2 separate regions of the Mus musculus genome follow, and region 1 is linked to region 2. The links are chromatin contacts, called in public promoter capture Hi-C maps. All regions are on one chromosome and are shown on one strand. The core of a region is the stretch at or near the end of the contact, and the rest is flanking DNA. Distances in the headings are between cores, read along the strand shown. Region 1 holds the start of Clec9a (C-type lectin domain family 9, member a). Region 2 holds the start of BC064078 (cDNA sequence BC064078).

Region 1 (4,863 bases), core at 860-3,359, 420 kb after region 2:
TTGGCTCCCCCACCCCCTTTGGAGATGGGGATTCAAGGCTGAACTTCTGGTATGAAACTGTCCATTTGCACAAAACAACTGGGGGCTAATTATTCAGAACCTATCCAAACATCAACCCTATGTCTGAATGTTAGTGTTTTTCCTCTCTTCAGCATATTTATATATTACTACAACACACAGCCTTAGAGGAAACATATTTAATGCCCAGCTAAACATATACAGAAGGTGAGACCAGCCTGTACCTACAAAAATCAAACTGTACCTACAAAGTCTCTCTTTTCCCTTATACTCGTGCCTGAAGCATATAGTGAAACAAAAACAACCCAGATTCTATGATCAGAGCACTTCATTTCAAACACTCAGCATGAAACCAGCTAAACGGACTTCTCTGTGCCTGACTTAGAGCCAACTTACCCTTCTGCTTCACAGAACTGTAGTAAGGAAGCAATACTGTGATCTGGCTTTAAAATAGTTTTTAAGAACACATTGAATAATAAACAGTAAATATTTAAAACAAACAAGAGCAGAACACTACATGTAGCACATGGGTTTTTTTGTTGGGAGAAACCAATGGCTCCCTTGCAGACATTTCCCTGAGAGTGGATTGTCCTGGGAAAACACTATTCAAGCTTTGGTTTCAGTGCTGCTAAAATGAGAAGAGAAACTGGAAAATGAGTAGTAGCTCATGAAGTCTGGCTCCTGAGGTTAGTTACAATATTATTTGTTGGTGTGGTTTCTTCCTCTTTTCTCCATCTGGTAGAGCTTAGAATATGCAGAGGGTTATCTGGAGTTCAGTTACTCTGTTTTCAGGCCAGGAACACCACAGGAAATGTTGGCAGAATGTGCTAGTCCGTTTCCATTTGTCCCTAATGACCCCACCAGCTACTCCTTATGTCTCAGGAAGCTAAACACAAATGAATACATTTTCCGGGCAAACTGAGCCTCTGAGACACATGGGTTATGGTCAGAAGTATAATTCAGATCCCTTATGTGTCTTAGATTGATAAAACTTGATGATCTGTATACCAGCCCTTCGCTGTAGTGAGGCAGACCACGAAGTCCCAGTGAACATTCTCCTTACTGTTTTAGGCCATAGGGTGACAGCAGCCCTGTAGTACATATGTCAACATTGATCCCCTTCTTTCTTTCCTATTAACCTTTTCCAAAACTGTAGTCCTATTAGTAAGTTCCCTTATATCACCTCCTGAATGTGCCATTTGTGATGAAGAACGATTGATCCAGTGAGACTCTAAAAATAAATAAATAAATAAATAAAAGAACACAATTGAGAAATGACCTTTGGACATAAGGACAAGTAGCCTAGAAATAAATGGTGTCTAAGAGATCAGAGTTCTCAGTACAAATGCTGTAGTCACAGGATGTGCTGAAACTGGTCATCCATCCATTAAATAATTGATTCCTCCTGCAAGAGCAAAGTTACCTCTGGACAATGCTGCCAGGAAAACCCAACCTTCATGTCCAATATGGAAATGCAATGGATAGAGATGGCTGTGATTCCCAACACTCCCAGATTATGGCTTTCAAGAAGCAAGTGTGGGTTCTTCACCTTCTCTTTCCCTTTCCCATCATGGCTCCAATATTCCAGAAGATGAAAGAAACCCAGGCCCCTTTTGGGAGAACTAGTATCTCTGGGTACAAACTATGAGGGAGATCTAAATGTTGCCAGTGTTGACTGGTATTTTGAAGTTTACTTATAATAACAGTCAGTATTACCCTAATCAGCAGACTGATTGGAAATAAATTTAGGGATGAAATCTCTCCTAAGCTTTCTTGTTTGGAAATCCAAAAGCTATGTACAAGTTGATTTGTCTAGATTTAATGGCCTTTATCTTTATTCGCTGCATCATCTTTTTGCTTCATAGTTTATAGCAAATAGAAGTCCATACTGTGCAGCTTACCTCCAGCATCTGATACTATGTGGAAAGCAGAGCAACAGTTTAATTTGGTAGTAGCTATTTTGAGCTCAATAATTCTCATTTCTTCATTATTGAGTTATGTTTCAGTATAAGCTTCAAAAGTTCCACTTTCTGGATGATGAACATCCTTTAATCCCTGTTGCATTTTACCACTGTGAAAAAGTAGCCAGTTCCATTTCTTGTACCAACCTACTCCTAACTACAACCGAAGTTCTTTGTGCCAGGCTCCTATGTAGACTGCTTCACCACTCCAAGCACCTTCAGCATGCATGCGGAAGAAATATATACCTCTCTTCAGTGGGACATTCCTACCTCAGAGGCCTCTCAGAAGTGCCAATCCCCTAGCAAATGTTCAGGTAATAAATTTAGAATGCTTAGTTGAAAACTATAATTTTTTTCTGTTTGTATACTGTGATAAAACCAAGTGTTTCTCCTAATCTGAGATAACCTCTTTAGCATATTCTAGTGTGCCTGACACATTCGTCAGCATGGAGGAGTAAGTGAAGGGCACTCAGATCAGGAAATGAGATATATTCTCTCAATTTGCAAAAAGTAAAAGAAATCATACCACTTAAATTATTTTAGCTTTTACTTAAAACAGGCAGCAAATTATCTGAAAAATAGTAAGAAATGTTGAAAAACTAGGAAAAAATGTCTTCAGCTGATGCAGTTATGTTTTTAGTATTTGATAATTGTTTCTACATCTTATGCTACCTTTTATTTTTACAACTCTACAGTGCAAAAAGATTTGCAAATATATGTTTTTGTGTATTTTTATTGTCACTTCTTTAATTCATCAACTAGGTGTCATACATAACCTCATACAACAAATAATTAGGTGGGCTTAAAAAGCATTTTATTATATTTTCCCAAGTAGTTTCATTAATTAGTCTTTAGTATCGACTTGTTACAAATTAACTAAGTGAAGCTAACTTTCCTAAATCAGATCTCTAATATAGTATTAGCTTCAGAATATCTTTTGTCACATAAAACACCATTTCAAGGTTTCAGGGATGACCCAGAGTCATCTCAGGCAAGACATTATCAGGCCTATTAAAATATGTAAGGACAATTTTTTATTAGTATGAATAATGTAATAAGCCAAATAACTCACTTTTCTTCCTGGACGAATTGTATAATTAGCCGGAAATGTTTGTTCATTTTTCTAAATTACTCATTAAAATTAAAAATACTTCAATGAATCATGTTCAAGAGATGCTGAAAACAGGTAAGAGAGTCTTCATGTTAAGAATAGAAGGTTTTCTGGTTGGTATGAATGAGATTATTGAAAAATACTAGATAGGTAGACAGACAGATAGACAGATGGAATTAATTTTTAAAATCACAATAGTGTACATTAGGATTGAAGAGAGGTGTTATTAAGTCTATTGTATTTGGTATTTTCCAAGTCAGATATAGCCCATGCTATAAGGTTCATCTGAGAGAATTTAAGCAAAGATTTTCTTAGAGTTTCAAATCTTTGCATTTCTCCAGTAGGAAGGCCCAATCCTTCCACTTATCCTGACATTATTACACCTTGAAAATACTTTCTCTAACTCATGTCATTGCCTGATTTCACATTCAGGAGCATGGTGTGTTGTGACGATGATTTCCTGTGTGGTCTGTATGGGCTTGTTAGCAACGTCCATTTTCTTGGGCATCAAGTGTAAGTACAAAAGCATATCTTCAGTGTTACCTGTTAACAACACGGGTTATGAATTGTTGTATTATTATTTTAAAAGTTCACATGTATAAATGTATGAATAAATAAATTAAGATCTATGTAAGCACACGTAAATGGTATACAGTCAGTTAGACTTATATTAAGAAGGAGTTCACATGGCGAGATAAAAGAGTCTGGTAAAAAGAATGCAATTAATTTTTCTAGAACCACTGTATCACTGTAGAGTGATGTATTTATGTGGTGTTTCCCATGAAAGCAGAAGGTTAACAATCTATTTATAGATTGTAAACTATTTATAGTTTTTGAAAGATAATCTACAAATTATATTCATATATGTACAGGCACACTGCACATGTGGACACAGGATTTTAACAAGTACAAGCTAGATGTTAGCCAGCAAAGCTTGAGTAGCCATTTCCAAAGTGTGTGCAGACTTGTCTCTTTCCCTCATCCTCTTGTGTTTCTGGGTTTTCTTTAACACCATATGCCAATTAAGTATTAATTTGAAAACATTATAGTATAAACATATTTCCAAAGAGATCAGTTTTCTTTGTGCCCTTTCCATATATTTTCATTTTTCCAACTCATCCTTTAGCTACAGTGTGTAGCATAATATACCCAGTAATTTTGTTTGGGAGATTTAGAAGTATTTGGTTCCAGTTTCCAAGGAGACAACATTTTTCAGTCATTATTCCTAACTTGTTGAAAATTAATTACAATTCAAACACCAATAAAGGTAAAATGTTTGCTTCTTATCTAGAGTAAAACTCCAAGCACAAGTCTTCCATTCTCATGTCTATTACCATATGATGCACTTAATGCCATGTTCTCTGTCCATTACCATCTGATGCACCCCATGCCATCCAGAGTATAATAGCAAAGCAGATACGACTTAAAATAGAGCTCATCCAGTAAAGTTCATCAAAATATGAAAAGGATGTCTCAGGTTTCTAAAAAGATTATTACATTTCAATTGCTATCTCTACCAGGTTATTAATATTATAAAGTAAAGGATACTAGTTCTTCACTCCTAACTCTAGGTAATGTCCAAGTCAAAGTAGAAACAACAACAAAAAAGGGAAGAAATTCATTCTCCAAGTATATACAGAGTTCTTAGATTTAAGATTTAACAAGTAATTAATAAAAGTAAATGCTGATGAGACACACCTACCTTAACATAAAAGTGGCTGAACATACAAGACAGGAGAAGGAAGTACTTGCAAACCACATACCCAATAATAT
Region 2 (5,398 bases), core at 28-2,527:
CTTGGAGCTCCCTATGTAGACCAGGCTAGGCTCTGATTCATAGAGCTCTACCTGTGACAGCGTCCCCAGGGCCGGGATCAGAGCCCATGTGCTACCATACCATCACCTAAATATTTTATCATAAATACTTTTTAAATAGTCTGAGACATTTGCAAATTCCTTGCCATATGTTCCTAAATGATAAAAATAATTCTAAACGCATCTTGCATGAGGATGAGGATGTTCTGCTGTTACATTTTTGGGGTACCTACATTCTAAACCCAAATTCTTTAAGCCTGTGAACTCAGCTCTGAGCAATCTTACACCCTCTCCTGGCCTCTACGGGCACCTGCATGGTTCCACTGAGAGTCACACCCACATATATAGTCAAAATCTAGAGCAGTTTTTCTATACCTGTGAGATGCAACCTCTTTTTTGGGGTGCGGGGGTCGAATTACCCTTTCACAGGGGTCTCATATGAGACATCCTGCATATCAAATATTTACATTATAATTCATAATCGTACCAGAATTACAGTTATGAAATATCAACAAAATAATTTTATGGTTGAGAGTCACCACAATGTGCAGAACTGTATTGAAGAGTCACAGTATGGGCAAAGTTGAGAAACACTGGTCTAGAGGCATTCCTTGTGCTGATAAAGGTGGCAGTGGGCATTATTCTGTCTCCATACCAGTAGCAAAATGTTTCCATATGTAAACATGTAATATTAGACAGCCTGAGTCTGTAGTCCTGAGGTAGGATCTGGCTCCAGAACAAAGGATCTCTTATTCCCTGAGAGGCAAGAAGTTTGTTTAGCTCTGACTGTGATCCCCAACTCTCTTCTTTCTGACTCTGTCTCCTAGAGATTCTGTCTCTGGGCTTTTCAACACACAGACTCCTCTGACCTTGCCCTGGATGTCCCTGTAAAATGCCCCCAAAACCCAGAGCTGTAACAACGTGGGGCTCGCCTACCTTAAAGATCACTGTCTGATGTGTGGTATTCAGGGCAGGAAAGGATTGGTAATATTTTCTTTTTGTTCTTGTCATGTTTGTGTGTGTGTTTGTGTGTTTTTTTGTTGTCGTCTTTTATTTCCTAATTGATTCCCGCTGGACAGTAAAACTGGTCTCACCCTCCAGCCCCTTTTGGCTTTGTTAAAAGCTCTTTGTCTACAGCATTAGTTTCACTTCATTACAGTCTAATGAAATGCCTCCCTTACAATGCTTCAATTTGAGTCAAACAAGTTTGCACAGGAAGGAGTAGCTCAAGCTTCCGGATTGGCCAGTTGGGCTAAATACTGAAACCTCCTCTGTATTTGTGCTTCTCAGCTTTCAATTTTCAATCCTGTAGTGGAAACTCAGCTTCTCAGCTCTGAGATGAGTGTTACAAAGGCTTCCTTACCTATGCTCAGCACTACAAGCAGCCCGCAGGAGGGAGAAGTGGGTATGTATTCAATACTATTTGAACCAAACTATAAGAGCAGAGAGGAGCTTCACCAGGGAAGGAAGGCAAAAGAGCTGAACCTTAAACAAAATAAGGACAGAAGGGCGTCTGTGAGCCCGTCACTGTGGGTCTGCAGAGCAGGAGAATGCAGATCGGATTAGCTATGAGGTTGTTACATTAGTTATTCTATTGGAGTATACAATACTCAAATAGTTCTCAGGCAACAGAAATGAACAGTGAGTCACCTTCTAAGAGCCACAGCTTTCTTTCTTTGTACTTATCTTGCTAGAGCACTCTTCCTAGGGATCTGGTAAGCTACAGTCTGGTGGATTACCTTATTGTGGAAAATGCTAGCTCTACAAGTCCCTGAGTGGAGGAAATTCAAACAGTAGCTTTGCAATGTGCATAGTGACAGAAGTTGCCTGGGAAGCTTGGGGTTTTTGTTTTTCAGATCCATTGTAATTGAAAAAGAATTGTAAGGAGGTGGCATGGGGTGGGGGTGGGTAGTTGAACCTACCCAGGACCACATCCTTTCCATTTTTTTGAGCTCTTGATAAGTTATAGAAAAAGAATATAATGAGTTTTCTTCTTCAGCCTTCAGAAAGGAAGCAAAAGTGTGTTTCTTGTATCTCAAACTGTCTATGCTTCATTATATTGTGTTCCTTTATCTTCCTTTTTCCCTTTATTCCTGTTCCTTCATCTCTTTTTTTCTTTTTGTCATGTATTGAAGAATACTGGATTTTGAGAAAACAAGATCGATATTTATCAAAATACAAAATTCACAACAAATGTTAATGCTTATCACTTAAGCCAAGTATTCTGACTGAAACTATTATTATTATTACTGATAATGATGATGACAATTGATTGATTCTTCGGCATTTCAAATAATGTTAGGACAGTGCCATAGCAAGAAGAGCAAATATGAAGCATTTTGTCAATAGAAACTGAGTTTTGGTAAAGAAGTGCCACAGACAGACCCCTTTTTTGGGTCTCCTATCTGCATGGATCCGGCTACTGGTTGCAGGTGGGCGAAGGAGTCAGTGAAAGTGGGGAGACAAACAGACACAACACGAGAGAGTGTTTTGAATCTGAGTGTAATGTCCAAAGGAAAAACAGACTTTTTTATACAGAAGAAAAACAAAACAAAACAAAACAAAACAAAACAAAAACAAGAAAAGCCAGGCGGGACATATCTGTCAAGTTATAGTGACACAAAACAAAAGGAATGCATACATCAAAAGGTGGTGGAGGATCAGGCCGCATTTACCACTTAGAATGGAGCCAGGTGTAATGCTAGTCTATGTTAAACCCGCAACCAGAGGTTCTTAATAAATACCTGATAATGCTGTTCCTTTGGTCCTCGTGAAGAAACCTGTCCCAGCGGGGATTCCCTTACTCTTTCATGATTAAGTTAGGTCATTGTGAATTCCCTTGTTTGGGTGAGACTTGGCTTTTGTCCTAAGTAATCACTTTGCATACTAGCCCTGAGCTATTCTAGCTCTGTTCTTTGTATTGCCTAATTAGTTTCACTGTCTCTATTAGAAGTAAATTTGAATGTTACTGAATAGGTAACATTCTCACTGAATTCCTACTGAATTCCAAGTCTGCTTCAAGGATTTCAAGGACTTTGGAACACTGGAGGAGTCTTACCTAAGTCAAAACTCAATGTTTAAAGGCACTTATAATAAAACAATACTGAAGGAGAGCATACACCATACTATTGTGGGGACAGGGTTTGAGTATACGAGCTATGAGAATGTCAAGGTTCCAGGAGGCTGAGTTTCCTTGAAACTCTTTGCCTCGTGACTGCCTCCAGGCCATTTGACCCGGACAGGCAGACTTCGCTGGAGTGGGCATAGCAAAGAAGTAACAGGTTACATCTGTGAAAGCTTGCATCAGAACTTGCTTAACGATTTTGTGAAGTCTACAAATAAATCTGGCAGCCTTAGCTAGTTAATGAATTTATTAATGAGTAACTATCATGAAGGATTACCTTAGGGCAAGGAGTTAGGTCTATTTTCTAGCTGTCAAGTTATAGTTTCCATAGTTGTTAATGGAGTCAGAATCCTGGGGAAGAATATATTATAATCTTGGAGTCATATATTAATCAAAAAATGATAGAGTTCATCTATAGTCCAAACAGTTCCCAGGTCCCTATGTTCTTCATGGCAATTTAGGTGGAGTCACTAGGGTTTTCAAGCCCAGAAGAAGGAGGGCCTTGTCCTCCTTGGAACAGGTAATGCATGGAATGAGAAATTATTGACCTTCACTCAGGCAATATAAGTCACTTGACTCTTAGGGTATCCAGTCTTGTCCACAGTGTTTTTCAGGGCTTGTCATACCACAATCTAGGTGTCTCTTGTAGCTGTGTCTATTTCTTCCGAGTCCTTGAGAATATGCTGTTAGGCTTTGGGAGATTCTGTCTGTCATAAACTTATTAATTATTAGCAGACTTCTGAGAAGATTGAAGGCTATATCGATTGGTCATATCTGAGTTAGACGTTTGTTAGATTACTTCTTTGAGAATGTGTATAGTAAATATATCACACTATAATTTGCTGGAGCTGGGGAATTTTGACCCGTTCTGTTGCTGGTCCACAGAGTGAGAGACAGGCATGCATGCATGTTTTGTTGAGGCACCAGGCAAGCCCCTGGTCCAGGGGTGTGGCATGTGCATGCAGCCTGAATAGCACAGATTGTAAGGAGTCACAATAACAGCTTGCAAGCCCCAGGTAGCTCAGGGCTGAGGTACCACTGAACTACAGTGGTGATGGTGTCGTGGGTTTGGGGTGGTTCTGTGGCGTGCAAGGCCACACACAAGCAGGTGGGGTGGGGCTTCCTCCTAGCAGCCAGAAGTTCTGGCACAGTGCTTCCAGCTGCAGGCTGGTGCTGCCCTATCTCACCTAATGCGTAAGGGAAGGGAAGCACCTGAAGTAGCTTTCCTGGCAACGTGTGCATTATTCCAATAGCTGGCAGCTCATGCTCACTTCATGAGTCCTGAGCAGAGGGAGAAAGAAAGAGAGAGAGGGGGGGCTCATGCATGGGCACGTGTGTGTGTGAGTGACCACAAATAGCAGGGCAGACAGTGGAACAGGCACCCATGAGTGGGAAAAAATGGTGTCTCAGGAATAGAGTCCCAGACAGAGTATGGGAAGCACAAGGGGGCAGGGTGAAAACTGTTTTTCTCACCACTGCATTATCACTCAGCAGAATAAGGAAGCAAGTGGAAAGAGGGACAGGGACAGATAGGTGGTGTGCAAGAAAACAACATCTCAGCAGACAGAGTTCCTGGCAGGATGCAAGGGGCAGGGCCAGACCTGCTTTTCACTTGGTGAACCAGGAGCAGAGCAAATAGCAAGAGAATGAGGGCTATTTCCAGCTGGCAGCAGCAGCCACAGCAGGGGGACTAGTAACAAGTGAATGAGGGAGGAGGGATCTGGAAGCCTATACTATGGATTACCACTATCTAGAGAGTTGTTTTAAAGTGCCAGTTTAGTGTCTATGTAGAGATAGTCCAGGAAATCCCTGTAAATAGGGACAAGGCAGGGAAGACCAACCCATGGATGAGAATAGGGTTATTAACTAAACTTACCAGCATCTTGAGGATACTATTAATTGTGTCCGGCCAGCAGATCACAGCCTGGGTTCTAGCCTGGAAAGGCATTTTGGAGACCTGGAAGAGAAGAGGGGCTAGGTGAGGAGAGAAAGAAATGCAGCTAAGACAGGCAGATTCTGATCGAAGCTCAATTTTACTGTTCAGCACGCAGTTACGAAGCAGGGGAAGGGGCTCGATTTCCGCCAAGTAATCTTGGGATCCAGTAGCAGGGTGACCACGTGTATGGCTCCAAACAGCAAAGCGGCAGGTTCCAGCAGTGGGTGTGGCAGAAGATTGAGCGGGAAGCTCCACCCTGAGCAAGCAGTTTTCAGGCTGGGGGAGGGGAGACTACATCTCCTCCCTGTTGTTAATAAAAA

What was found. Promoter capture Hi-C pulls out the DNA fragments that hold promoters and counts their contacts.
Region 1: a contact with region 2 is called in a promoter capture Hi-C map of liver, with 3 times the contacts expected there. The contact joins the promoter of Clec9a here to the promoter of BC064078 in region 2. A contact is called at or near these places in 3 of 39 promoter capture datasets (liver and pre-B cells).

Annotation. Positions count from the first base shown.
Region 1 is chr6:129,406,753-129,411,615 of GRCm38.p6, forward strand. Clec9a (C-type lectin domain family 9, member a) reads left to right here and starts at 2,110. Exons shown (of 7, transcript NM_001205363.1): 1 at 2,110-2,293; 2 at 3,523-3,603. The coding sequence starts at 2,203. It also overlaps a transcript of Clec12b not described here.
Region 2 is chr6:128,991,684-128,997,081 of GRCm38.p6, forward strand. BC064078 (cDNA sequence BC064078) reads left to right here and starts at 1,278. Exons shown (of 3, transcript NR_015455.2): 1 at 1,278-1,423.